2 separate regions of the Mus musculus genome follow, and region 1 is linked to region 2. The links are chromatin contacts, called in public promoter capture Hi-C maps. All regions are on one chromosome and are shown on one strand. The core of a region is the stretch at or near the end of the contact, and the rest is flanking DNA. Distances in the headings are between cores, read along the strand shown. Region 1 holds the start of Ncbp3 (nuclear cap binding subunit 3). Region 2 holds the start of Pfn1 (profilin 1).

Region 1 (2,700 bases), core at 141-2,640, 2.4 Mb after region 2:
AGGGCTGGGGTAAAGCTCACTGGTAAAGGGCTTTGTTAGCATGCTCAAGTCTCTGGGTTGCATTGTTAATACAGCAAAAGAAAAACGGAAGGAAAGAAAGGAAGGGGAACAGGAGAAAAGAAAATACAATCCATTGTTTTAACCCAATTTTGTACTTTGCATTGCAATCAATTGATGGTACCATTCTAAGGAATTCCATCTTGTTTGTCCCATGGTACAGACCCATTTCAAGAAAAGCTTGGATGTACAGTATCACCTCTTTTGGATCTTACAGCCGCACATAACTAGCTCATTCGGTCCTTATATTCTTCTGTGGAGGTGTGTCACTGTTCTATGTTCTGATGAAGGAACTGAGGTTCCGTGCCATGCCCAAAGTGACCTAGTGTATCTGAGTCTTGTGATTTTTTTTTCTGTTTTAGAATGATTTGCCTTTCTCTGAAAAGATTTTTAGGGGCTCAGATATATGGTCTTACCTATTCCTGGTTCAGATTGGGAGATAGGTCTAGAAAGGGCTAACTAAATATGACACAGGAGGAGACACAAAATCAGGACTCATGACAGACAAGAAGTCCCTTCTTCAAGTCTGAACAAGCCTTTCCTCTTTCCCAGCCAGACTCTTACTAGGAACATTTGCAGGAAATCTTGCTTGTGAGTCTCTGATGAGTAGAGCTCCCAGAAGTGACAAAATGGGTCTAAGCTCTGGTTCTGCCCTTTGGGTAGGTCACTGTGATCTTGAAGCACCCCTCTTCCCCTTTTAAGATAGGATCTTCTGTAGTTTAGGCTGGCCTCAAACTAGCAATTGCCCCTTGGTGTAATTGGGGGATAACCTTCAGCCCCTAGTCCTCCTGCCTCTATCTCCCAAGTGCTGGGAATACAATCGTGTACCATCCCTTTCCAGTTTAAATGTAGGCAGGGTTTTACCTTGGATCCCTGGATGGCCTGGAACTTAGAGATGTGCCTGCCTCTGACTCCTGACTGCTGGGATTATAGGCATGTAACCCCTACACTGGGCCCTAGTTTAAAATTTTGACCACATAATATGGCTCAATTACTGGAAGACTTGACAGAGCCAAAGCTTACTACGGAAATAACTTTGTAAACGCTCAGATTGCCTAGATGATAGATCGCGGTAACCGCTCAGCAGTTCTTAGAAGTATAGTCCTCAAAGTGCAGGTATTTTGGAACCTCAGACGACGCTCCACCTCCATCACTGCTTCGTCCCGCCCCCTACCCCGCGAAGTCCCGCCCCAAGCCGGCCCCAGGTTCCTAGGTCACCAAGGGGGCGCCAGAGATAAGGACAGCTTTCTGGTAGAAACAGACGACGCTCTAGGTGATAGCGGTGCTCCTCTGTGGTCATCGGCGACGGCGCTCTAGGCGGCGGGAGTGAGGGGCGGGCTTTCGGTGGTGCGGCCGGCTGGCAGCTATGGCGGCCGTCCGCGGCCTGCGAGTGTCTGTGAAGGCGGAGGCCCCCGCTGGGCCGGCTTTGGGGCTTCCGTCGCCCGAGGTGGAGTCCGGTTTGGAGCGTGGCGAGCCGGAGCCCATGGAAGTGGAAGAAGGCGAGCTGGAAATCGTGCCGGTGCGGCGCTCCCTAAAGGAACTGCTCCCGGTACGGGCGAGAGGGGCGGGGGCTGAGGAGGTCGCCGGGCGGGTGTCCCTGGAGAGTCAGGGAAGGTGGCGGACGGCGGCACTGGCGCAAGTCCGGGAACGCGGGAAAGGGGCGCGAGCGCCGAAAGGCGGGGGCCGCGCATGACCCGGAGAGCGCCAGAGAGAAAGGACGCCGGGGCGCCCGGAAATGGGTGCAGAGAGCGCTGGAGAGGCGGGGGATCTCGGAGAGAGTTGGGGACACCCCTCTCGCTGCCCCTCGGTGGCCCCGAACGGAATCAGCTGTGTTTGGTTGGAGATAAAAAGGAGCCGCGGGCGGGAACAGAACCTGAATCAGCCCTCAAAGAAAGTGTTAGGTGCCGCCGGCATCCAGGTCTCCTGGTGGGTCCTCCTTCCCCGGCCGAGTTGGTGTCACTTAAACCAGCTCTCTTCGCTTGGGAGGGCTAGACCTGTCAAACAGCAGACACTCGTGTGTTGGTATTGTGGATGAGGGTCCTCACGTCCCCGCACCTTCACTGCGTCTACTCTCGGTGGTCCCAGCTTCTGACACACAGTGACATTTGATCTTTCTTTAACCACAGTGGGTCTGAGGAGTGTTTTGCCTGTGGTTTGGTAGTCACATGCCCCTTCTTAAAGCTGGTCTGAGGCCTGGATAGCTCGGTTTTCACATACAACGTGAACTCCCTGCGCCCCCTCCTTTAATTACATGATAGCAGCTTGGTTTTACATTTGAAGTTATGAGTGAAGGCTAAGGTAGTGATGACAAATGACAATACCTTTGGTGACAACATCTATAGGTTATAGTGGATAGTGTATAGGTCAGGTGTTATCCATTCAGTCAGTTTAACATGTTTATATCACACACCTCTCTGTGTGCTGGTGTAATCCTAGGTGCTTAAGAGCGAACTCCCTCTTGGTGTTGCCCTAGTAGGGGAGACAAGTAAATAGTTCCCTTTTGTATTAAGTGCTACAAAAACAAACACACACACACACACACACACACACACACACACACACACACACCCTGTTAATAGGATAAAAAGCACAGTGGCCAGGAGGGATGTGAAGCAGTTGGTGTGTGTTGGGATGCACAGGAAA
Region 2 (2,700 bases), core at 103-2,602:
GGAAGGGAGGGGGTAGGAAGGGAGGAGAAGTAACTTTGTCCTTATTTGGTCAAAGGTTCTGCAGGCGTTGTTAGGAGCCCGGACGCCTGGGTCTCCGGGTAACCTGGAGTTTGGGTCCAGGTAGCTATGCCCCAAGATAAGGAAGCTGACCCCGGGGGCTCTCTAATTAAGTTCAAAAAGTTTATTAGGGCAGGAGACTAGTCTGTGTGTGAGTCTAGACATCCCAGAGAACCTTTCTCCTTCTCCCCCTTAAACCCCCAAACCCCTATATCCGGTACCCTCCCGCCCGGAAATCCCCTCCCCCCATTCGAACTTCCGCTCCCCCTCCCCACTTCCGGGCAGTGTGGTCAGGGAAGGTGGTGGTAGGGACAGCAGCAACCTTATTCCTTCACTTTTACCGTCTCAGAACTTCTCACAAAGTTCCCCTACGCCGGGCCCGGGCGGATGGCGGGAAGGGAGGGCGAGGGGACTTCCGGAATCGGCCTCCCAGGAATGTTGAGGCTAACGTGCCGACTTGGGGGGTGTGTGTGTGTGTGGCGGCCTCGCCCTCTCTAACGGAGCTGGGAGGGGCAGGGTGGCTACCGAGGTCCGGCCCGGGCCCAAGGCCACGCGCCTGGCGCTCCCATCAGCGTCAGGGGGAACAATGGTGGAGGGAGAGCGAGCATTCGGCCCGAAGGGGAGTCCAGGCTCCGGAGCCCCTTATCAATCATAATCCCGGGCTAAAACTGCAGCGCGTGCCCGCCCCGCCCTGGAGGAGGCGGAAGTGGGCCGCCGCACCGGCCGCCGCGCCCCTCCCCGCCCTGGGCCCCGGATGTAACGCCCGGTCGCAGAAAGCGGGGCGGCGGGCGAGATGGGCGCCGCCGCCGAGGGGCGTAGAGCCCGGGGAACCACAGAGGGAGCCAGTCTCACGCAGCCGCCATTCGCCCCGCCGATGGGAGAGGACCGGATCACGGCCTCCCGCTGCCCTCGCTCGCCTGCGCCCGCCCCCACCCCAGTCCCCCAGAGGGTCTAAGGCCGGTCACTGCTCGGGACCGCACGAGCCTCGCAGTACCGTAATGCTAACGAAGGTCTTCCCGGGGACGGCGGCCCAGACGGAGGGCGAGTCCTTGTAGCCTACGATGGCCGCGTCCTGACAGGTCCCGTCCGCCATAAGGCTGTCGATGTAGGCGTTCCACCCGGCCATGGCGCTGCTGCTGGGGCTGCTCTGCGGGCTGTTGCTGGGATCGCGGGCTCGGGCTCGGGCTGGCGGGCGGGGGAAGGCAGAGAGCTCGGGGCACGCGCTGCCGTCCGGAACGCGGCTCTGTTAGCTGTGCAGCAGCCCTCGCACCGCCACTTCCTGCTCCTCCCCCCCCCCTCTAGATTTTTATTTGCAAAGGGCGGCGGGGCGGGGCCTGCGCCCCATTCCCTCCCTCCATCCTCCCCCCCCCCCCGCCGGGCCAGATAGCGAACTTTTGCAAATGCAATTTTTAAAAAACCCTCCCCCCACTTTGCAAAATTTGCCGAGTTCGATGGAAAGCCACGCCAAAGGCTATATAGAGTGGTGGTGGCAGGAGAGGTTAAGGTTAGGGCTCGCTCCGATTCATCCTGAATACCACTTGGCTATAGAAGGAGGAAGCCAGAGGAAGCAGGGAAAGAAAAAGAAAAAAAAAAAAAAAAGAAAATTAGTAAGGTTGAGCAAGTTGAAGTGGGTTCGGGGAACCCAGGGTTAAACCGAATCATTCCTCCACCCCCCAACCCCCACCTCCGCGGGAGGGAAGGAACGGCGGGCGGCGGCGCGTGCGCCCGCGCCTGCGCCGGGGCAGTGAGAAGCCAGCGCGTGGGGCGGTTGGGGCTAGCGGCTTGGCTGCGTGAGCGCGCGCCTGGCGGGACACATTTGGACCATCCGAGGAGGGAAGACGCGTCCCCAGCAGTCGGGACGGGCAGACGCCCCGGGTTGGGCCCTGCTGCCTTCTCCACATTTATCTAAACGATAAGGGAGCAAAAGTGAAATCGATATAATACTCTAGTCATTTTCAGTACTAAAGGTCTCTCCAACCAGGGCACCTGTCCCAACCGTCTGCCATGTACAGCGCACACGTTGGGTTCATTCGAGCGCGTCCCTAGATTCCCGAGGAATCATTCCCTTCGCTGGATCCGCTCCAGCTCAGCCTCGCCCCATGCCTGAACCCTGTCTACAGAGGTCACTGAATAGGGGCGCCACCCGGGTGACACGACGGGACTCATTTTTCAAGGCGGAAGAATACTAAAGTACCAAGGATGACAACTTTTATAAGAAGAGGAAAGTCCCCTCTACTTTGGACGCACTGGGGCTTTCTTCTTTTCCAGAAAAACTTTTGCTAAGTATTTATGTGCGGTCAGCTCACTCGCCGCCGAGCAGGTCTAGGGGCGAATGGCAGGCCACTGAGGCTGGAGGGAGTAAAGGAGTCACCCGGGACCCTGGCCTCCGAGGGGCTCGGCCGCTTCCGGTCCCTCGGAGGAGGGGCGCCAGGGTGTGCAGCCTCTCCCAGTGGAAGTACTTGGTTCGCTGCCTTTTGGAGCCGGGTTGGGTTCCCTGACGTTCATCCCCAAATTCTGGCTCCCCACGCCCCCCAGCCGAGGTTCTTCGACAGCCGCGTGGCTGAGTCACGGGCGGGGCCGCGCTGGGGCACGTGGCGGCCTGCGCCCGCCATCCCTTGACCTCTGATCTGCGCGCCTCCTGCC

What was found. Promoter capture Hi-C pulls out the DNA fragments that hold promoters and counts their contacts.
Region 1: a promoter capture Hi-C map of pre-B cells shows a contact between it and region 2, with 2.7 times the contacts expected there. The contact joins the promoter of Ncbp3 here to the promoter of Pfn1 in region 2. A contact is called at or near these places in 2 of 39 promoter capture datasets (liver and pre-B cells).

Annotation. Positions count from the first base shown.
Region 1 is chr11:73,046,477-73,049,176 of GRCm38.p6, forward strand. Ncbp3 (nuclear cap binding subunit 3) reads left to right here and starts at 1,391. Exons shown (of 13, transcript NM_025818.3): 1 at 1,391-1,606. The coding sequence starts at 1,424.
Region 2 is chr11:70,653,298-70,655,997 of GRCm38.p6, forward strand. Pfn1 (profilin 1) reads right to left here and starts at 1,353. Exons shown (of 3, transcript NM_011072.4): 1 at 1,052-1,353. The coding sequence starts at 1,183. It also overlaps a transcript of Eno3 not described here.